Linked DNA regions of Sus scrofa: region 2 is linked to region 1. Evidence: chromatin contacts called from public HiChIP or PLAC-seq data. All regions are on one chromosome and are shown on one strand. Each heading gives the region's core, a stretch centred on a gene start, on an enhancer-like site or on the middle of the called end of the contact. The rest is flanking DNA. Distances are from core to core; before and after follow the strand shown.

What was found. HiChIP or PLAC-seq counts read pairs in DNA pulled down with a chosen protein or histone mark.
Region 2: a contact with region 1 is called in an H3K27ac HiChIP or PLAC-seq map of alveolar macrophages. The contact joins two enhancer-like sites. A contact is called at or near these places in 1 of 47 Hi-C or Micro-C datasets (liver) and 1 of 2 datasets of contacts at active chromatin or transcription factors (alveolar macrophages).

Annotation. Positions count from the first base shown.
Region 1 is chr2:15,083,589-15,087,639 of Sscrofa11.1, reverse strand. All of the region lies in intron 1 of CELF1 (CUGBP Elav-like family member 1), which reads right to left. Among named protein-coding and RNA genes, the nearest start is that of CELF1, 19 kb to the right of the region's middle. Within about 2 kb of position 2,514, at least 2 of the 83 cell types and tissues checked have an H3K27ac peak or open chromatin away from gene starts, as enhancers often do. A contact at or near this core is called in alveolar macrophages, where this site is marked.
Region 2 is chr2:15,230,043-15,233,572 of Sscrofa11.1, reverse strand. It overlaps SPI1 (Spi-1 proto-oncogene), which reads right to left. Exons shown (of 5, transcript NM_001001865.1): 2 at 2,994-3,090. Among named protein-coding and RNA genes, the nearest start is that of SPI1, 3.9 kb to the right of the region's middle. Within about 2 kb of position 1,437, at least 7 of the 83 cell types and tissues checked have an H3K27ac peak or open chromatin away from gene starts, as enhancers often do. A contact at or near this core is called in alveolar macrophages, where this site is marked.

The DNA.
Region 1 (4,051 bases), core at 1,265-3,764:
TTTTTTTTTTTGGTTACACTCACAGTATGCAGAAGTTCCTGGACCAGGGATCAAACTTGTGCCACAGCAGCAACAATGCCTTAACCCACAAAGCCACAAGAGATCTCCGATATATTCAAGTCTTAATCTCCCTATCCACAAAAACAATTACATAAATATAAGCTCAATGAAGTTTCAGTGATCTAAACATGCTATTTTTTCTTTCCAGATCACCACATTTCATAAATTATATTACTTAGTATTTTTCCTATTAAGATTAAAGTTCTTGGAGTTCCCGTCATGGCTCAGTGGTTAACAAATCCAACTAGGAACCATGAGGTTATGTGTTTGATCCCTGGCCTTGCTCAGTGGGTTAAGGATCCGGCGTTAGCAGTGAGCTGTGGTGTAGGTCACAGACACGGCTCGGACCCCGCATTGCTGTGGCTCTGGGGTAGGCTGGCGGCTACAGGTCTGATTGGACCCCTAGCCTAGGAACCTCCATATGCCATGGGATCAGCCCTAGAAAAGGCAAAAAGACAAAAAAAAAAAAAAAAAAAAAAAAAAAAAGACTTAAAGTTCTCCAAAGCAAGTCTCTACTCAAGAAATTTCATCTTCCCTGATTAGGTCAGAAATATAACAAAGTATAATTATAATAAATAAAAGTGATTTAAAACAAAGCACACTGCTTAGATCAGAAGAGACTTCAAATTTCACATCTGAGAAACACTGCTTTGGGAAAGATCCCTGGTTTTCTCCTTACTTGTTGCAAGTAATAAATCCCTCCTTCTCCTGGAAAAATAAATATACGAACTCAAGTCTGCCTCCAAAATTGCTGTGTACGGCCAAAGGGGATGTAAGTCAGGGAGATGAAACTACCATTCTCAAGTGTGAGGTCACTTGGCTCCCCCGAGACCCACTCTGTAAGAGATACATTAGGAGAAGGGATCATTTACAAGTCTGATCTGTGGATCTGGTTTGTTCAGAGAACTGCAACAGTCAGAATTCACAAGAAAACACTTCTCTAAGTCTTAGCCCAGAGCAAAGTTACATCAGACAAATTCACATTAATAAATAAAAACGGCACTTGATTTCACAGTAATAGTCTAAAACTTCAGCTATCCTAAGCCTAACTCACAAACTTGAGAGCTAAAAAGTATTTGAAACAAAAACTCAAAAAGTGTCCCTGTGCTCATAAAAATCTTTCCTTGCCCTCAAACTAATAATTTATTGAAAAACCTAAATATAAACACCACTAAGATAAAGTATGTGTTGAAACCAAATTCATAACCATATTAGAAAAGTAAAAGAGGGAGTTTCTGCTGTGGTGTAGTGGGTTAAGAATCTGACTGCAGGAGTTCCCATTGTGGCACACCAGAAACAAATCCAACTAGTATCCATGAGGATGCAGGTTCGATCCCCAGCCCAGCACAATGATTAAAAAGATCCAGCATTGCTGCGGCTGCAGTGAGGTCACAGCTGTGCCTTGGATTCATTCCATCGCCCAGGAACTTCCATGTCTCAAGCGCAGCCATTAAAAAAAAAAAAAAAAAGTAAAAGATGAGTCCCCTTGCGGTGCAGTGGGTTAAGGTCACCGCAGCAGCTCAGGTCCGATCCCTGGTCAGGGAACTTCCACATGCTGCAGGCACGGCCAAAAAAATAAAAATTAAAAAATTTTAAAAATAATTTTAAAGTAAAAGAGAAATCACAAAAAAATCTGAAGAGAAAAAAACGGATTTAGGAGACAAGACACACCGTCAGCTAAAGGTAAGAACAGGCATCAGCATATTCCATAGAAATATTGTATTTGGGAGTTCCCTTCGTGGCGCAGTGGCTAACGAATCCGACTAGGAACCATGAGGTTGTGGGTTCGGTCCCTGTCCTTGCTCAGTGGGTTAACGATCCGGCGTTGCCGTGAGCTGTGGTGTAGGTTGCAGACGTGGCTCGGATCCCGCGTTGCTGTGGCTCTGGCGTAGGCCGGCGGCTACAGCTCCGATTCGAACCCTAGCCTGGGAACCTCCATATGCCGAGGGAGCGGCCCAAGAAATAGCAAAAAGACAAAAAAAAAAAAAAAAAAAAAAAAATATTGTATTTGGTTGTTTTTCGTGTTTGGCTGTGCCTGTAGCAGCACATGGAAGGAAGCTCCTGGGCCAGGGATCAAACCTGTGCTACAGCAACCCTAGCTGCCACAGGCAATAACATCATATTTCCAACCCACTGTACCACAAAAGAACTCCTGCATCTGGTTTTTAATATATTAACTCACCTAAGCTTGCCTGCAGCAGTATTATTATCATTACTTTTTGTCTTTTTAGGGCTGCACCCTAGGCATATGGTGTTTCCCGGGCTAGGGGTTGAATCGGAGCTGCAGCTCTGATCCTACACCATAGCAAGAGCAACGTGGGATCCGAGCCACATCTGCAACTTAAAGCACTGTTCACGGCAATGCCAGATCCTCATCCACTGAGTGGGGCCAGGGATCCAACCCACAACCTCATGCAACCTCATAGTTCGTAGTTGGATTCGTTTCTGCTGCGCCATGATGGGAAGTCCCCAAAAGGTTATTTTTAAGTAGTTTCCCAATCCTGTCACCACAATCTATAACCCAAATTAGTTCAGTAAAGAAGTTTACACAGGAGTTCCCGTCGTGGCACAGTGGTTAACGAATCCGACTAGGAACCATGAGGTTGCGGGTTCGGTCCCTGCCCTTGCTCAGTGGGTTAACGATCCGGTGTTGCTGTGAGCTGTGGTGTAGGTTGCAGACGTGGCTCGGATCCTGCGTTGCTGTGGCTCTGGCGTAGGCCAGTGGCTACAGCTCCGATTAGACCCCTAGCCTGGGAACCTCCATATGCCACGAGAGTGGCCCAAAGAAATAGCAAAAAGACAAAAAAAAAAAAAAAAAGTTTACACAAGCTTACAAATGTTTTCTCAGGTCAGTCTCTCAAAGCAACAGAAATAAAAGTAAAATAAACCAATGGGACCCTATCAAACTGATAAGCTTTCGCACAGCAAAGGAAACCATAAAAAAAAACAAAAAGACAACTTACAGAATGGGAGAAAACAGTGTCAAATGATGCAATGACAAGGGCTTGATCTCTAAAATATATAACAACTTATACAACTCAACAGCAAAATAGCCAACAACCCAGAGGAAAATGGGCAAAAGACCTGAATAGACATCTCTCCAAAGAAGATATACAGATGGTCAATAAGCACATGAAAAAATGCTCAACATCAATGACTACTAGAGAAATATAAATCAAAACTACTATGAGGTACCACCTCACACCTGTCAGAATGGCCATCATGAACAAGTCAACAAGTAACAAATGCTGGGAAGGTGTAGAGGAAAAAGCCCTCCTGCACTGTTGGTGGGAATGTACATTGGTACAACCAATATGGAAAACAGTATGGAGGTACCTCAGAAAACTAAATATAGAACATATGACCCAGCAATCCCACTCTTGGGCATATATCCGGACAAAATTTCCTTGAAAAAGACACGTGAACCCCTGTGTTCACTGCAGCATTATTCACAATAGTCAAGACATGGAAACAACCTAAATGTCCATCAACAGATGATTGGATTAAAAAGATGTGGTATATATATACAATGGAATACTACTCAGCCATAAAAAGAACAAAATAATGCCATTTTCAGCAACATGGATGGAACTAGAGACTCTCATCGTGAGTGAAATAAGTCAGAAAGAGAAAGACAAATACCATATACAAATACCATATATTACTTACATCTGGAATCTAATATATGGCACAAATGAACCTTTCCACAGAAAAGAAACTCATGGACATGGAGAACAGACTTGTGGTTGCCGAGAGGGAAGGAGTGGGATGGATTGGTAATTTGGAGTTAACAGATGAAAACTATTGCCTTTGGAATGGATAAGCAATGAGATCCTGCTGTATAGCACTGGGAACTATATCTAGTCACTTATGATGGAGCATGATAATGTGAGAAAAAAGAATGTATACATGTATGTGTAACTGGGTCAGGTCACCTTGTTGTACAGCAGAAAATTGACAGAACACTGTAAGCTATCTATAATGGAAAAAA
Region 2 (3,530 bases), core at 188-2,687, 150 kb before region 1:
TGAGGGGATGAATGGACAAGTGGGTTGGACAGTAAGTGTTGGAAGGATGGGTGTGTGGCTGGGTAGACGGGTGGGTGAATGGGAGGATGGGAGAGGAGTGGATGGATGGATGAGTTGGGGGGGTGCTGGTTGGCTGGCATCTAGATCATCGAAACATGACCCGGTTGATCTATCACGGAAGGTTTTGTGTGTCTCCACTCTCCCAGCTGCTTTATCTCCCCTGCCTGGGAGGATGCAATAAGCTAACAGACCATGTCCTGGAAGTTTACTGGGCCTTGTATTCAGTCTATTACCTCATACATGACACATTACCTCATGCAATCATTGCAAGCCTGGGAGGTAAGTATTTTCATGCTCGTAGATGAGGAAACAGGCTCAGAGGGGTTAAGTCACCTGCTCCAAAGTTACACACTGGTGAGTGATGGAGCCAGGACTAGACCCAGGTCTGGCCCCAGGGCCTTTTTGCTAAATCTCACCACCTAAAAATATAGATGCAGAGGACACGCCCGAACTGGTAGAAGAAGGTGGGGATGTCTCTAGTCTTGAGTCTCTAGAAAATACTTTCCAACAGGCATTAAGAAAGAACAAAACAGGAGTTCCCTTGTGGCCTTGTGGTTAAGGACTTGGGGTTGTCACTGCTGTAGCATAGGTTACTGCTGTGGTTTGGGTTCAATCTCTGGCCTGGGAATTTTTTATTTTTTTATTTTTTTTGGTCTTTTTGCCATTTCTTGGGCCGCTCCTGCGGCATATGGAGGTTCCCAGACTAGGGGTCCAATCAGAGCTGTAGCTGCCGGCCTACGCCAGAGCCACAGCAACGCGAGATCCAAGCCGCGTCTGCAACCTACACCACAGCTCACGGCAACGCCGGATCCTTAGCCCACTGAGCAAGGCCAGGGACCGAACCCGCAACCTTATGGTTCCTAGTCGGATTCGTTAACCACTGCGCCACAATGGGAACTCCAGGCCTGGGAATTTTTGAATGAGGTGGGCACCCCCCCAAAAAAAAGAAGGCACAAAACATGCCCAGGACACCTGGGGACGTTGGAGGAGTCCCCATAAAGAAGAAATTGGGTCTGAGAACCCCAAAGGCTGCTCAGGCATCCAATTAGGAGTCATTCCTAGAGACCCACCCGCATATAAGGGGTCTGCCTGGGCCCTGAGCCAGGAAAGCACAGGCTTTCTCTAAAGTGTTCACTCCATCAGCCAGCCCTGGACCTCGCTGATTTCTAGATATATAAACAGCATTCCCATATTACAGGAGGGTAAACTGAGGCTTCAATAGACCTAACGGAAATGCACCCAAACCCAGTGAAGCTGAGAAGGCGTCAGGCCAGAGGAGGAAAAAAAGCCCTCATGCTGGAAGGGTGGCAAGCCCTGAGCTTGCTGGGACCCGAGCTGTTCTGCTGCCTGCAGCCACCAGGGGGCGCCGGTTCTCAAGCCGGGAGGGACCGTCTTAGGTCCCAAACTGCCTGGGGGAAAGGTGAGCTGCTGGTCTCCGGTCAAGGACACCCAGCCCTTGATCCTGGCCGGGGGAACTGGAGATAGAATTCGAGAGACTCTCTCTCTAAACTGTCTGGATTTTCCACAGAGAAAATGCATTTCATGTAGAATTGTAAGTAAGCTTATAAGGATGAAAAAAAAGTGGTTTTTAAAGCCTTTCTGGCCTCGGAGTCCTGAAAGAAGCCTGTGTATTCCCAGATAGGCCCTTGAAGAGCATTCACTACCTACTCCTGAGACGTGGCTTCCAGGGATCGTCTTTATAATTGTCGTCAGGTGTGAGTTCCAGTGAAACAAGTTTTGTCAAGCTTTGGCATCTGGATGTTGAGGCCCTGAATAAGGACTCGCCACATGTGGCATCTCTGAGTGTGGCCTATAGGTTTAAACCGTGTGCCAGCACAATGGGGCTACAGGTGTGAATGGCCCCCAGATAAGGTCTTCAGGTATGAAACCTTCCGCAGCTGTGGCACACAGCATGCCTGTCCCCCTGGGGTTGCAGACACTCTGATGTCTGGCCCACCTAGATCAGACCCACTGGAGAATCCCCCAGTGAAGACCCATTAACCGGGCCACCTTGCCTTTGGTTCAGGGGTGTCCCAGCAATATGCCAAGATCCACGTCAGGGGATCTCTCTTAGCTCCCTGCCCAGCTCCCAGGCACCGAAGCCCTCCTCCCCTCCCCTGAATTTGTTTCAGGATCAAGCCTGGGCCTTGGTGGGGGCAGCCAGACCCAGAGAGAAAAAGCCTCAGGCCCAGGCCTCATCCTCGCCCCCATCCCCAGCAAGCTGGGGGCCTCGGCCCTACTGAGTGAGAGGGGAGGTGCCCAGGGCCTTTCCTTTAGGTCAGTAGTCCTCAAATAGGGGTGGTTCTGCCCCAGAGGGGACATTTGGTAATTCTGGTGTCTTGATGGGCAGTACTGCTGGCATCTAGTGGGTCAAAGCCAGGGATGCTGCCAAATACCCCACAATGCCTAAGACGGACCCCACAATATAGACTTATCCAGCCCAAAATGTCATGGGAGAAGCACTGCTAGCCACACACAGCAGGAAGCAGGGCTGCACCAACAGGAGCTCAGGTTTAGGGGGTGCCAAGAACAGAGAGGAAGACGGGATGTTGGGGGGGAGGGAAAAAGGAGGGCACACTGGACCTGGAGCCATCAGAGCTGGGACCCCCTGACCAGCTGTGCCACCTTGTACGAGTCCCGTAGCCCCTTAGTCTATTTCCTCGTGTGTCAAAAGGACACAAGGATTGGTCAAGAAGATAAATGTGCAAGAGATGAAGCCTGTGCCTTGGCACACCAAGGATGCTCCGTAAAAGCAGGCTGGGAATGTGGGTGTGAGGTGCGGGGCGGGGGCTTACTGAATGCCTGACCCTGAAAGCTAACTGGCCCCTATGCTCAGAATTCCAAAGAAGCCCCAGGAACGAGTCTTTTCTCTCTGCCCAGAACCCAGCAGGCCAGGCTGGGGAAGTGGGGGCGGGGCGGGGCCCTGTACTCACCGCTGTGGCTTTCTCCATCACTGCTGAGATACGGGTAATATTCATGCGTTTGGCGTTGGTAGAGATCCGTGTCATAGGGAACCAGGTCTTCTGATGGCTGCTGAGAGAGGAGCGTGTCAGGACTCGGATGGTGGCAGGGAGACCCCAGCAGGGTTGGCAGCCCCCCAGTATGTCCACACTGAGCAGCTGCATCAGGCCCACTGCTCTCCCTCTGCTTAGAACTGGGAGAGGTGACAATAAAGCAGGGACCCAGGGGAGCAAGAGCCTTGGCTCCTGCAGAAAGGGGGTGACAGGGACCCTGGAGGTCAGAGGTCAGAAAAGAACCAGGGCTGAGAGGACAGCAGGCAGCGCCCCACGGTCACTTCACACTCACAGTCCACTGCTTTCCCGGGTCCCAACTTACGTGTCTGCCCTTTCACCGTGACACCGAAACACCGATACGCCTACCCCCCCAACCATCCTCATACTCCCATGACACACTTCCACCCACACTCCCATGTGTGAACTCACACCCATTCACACTCACTCTAGGGGTCA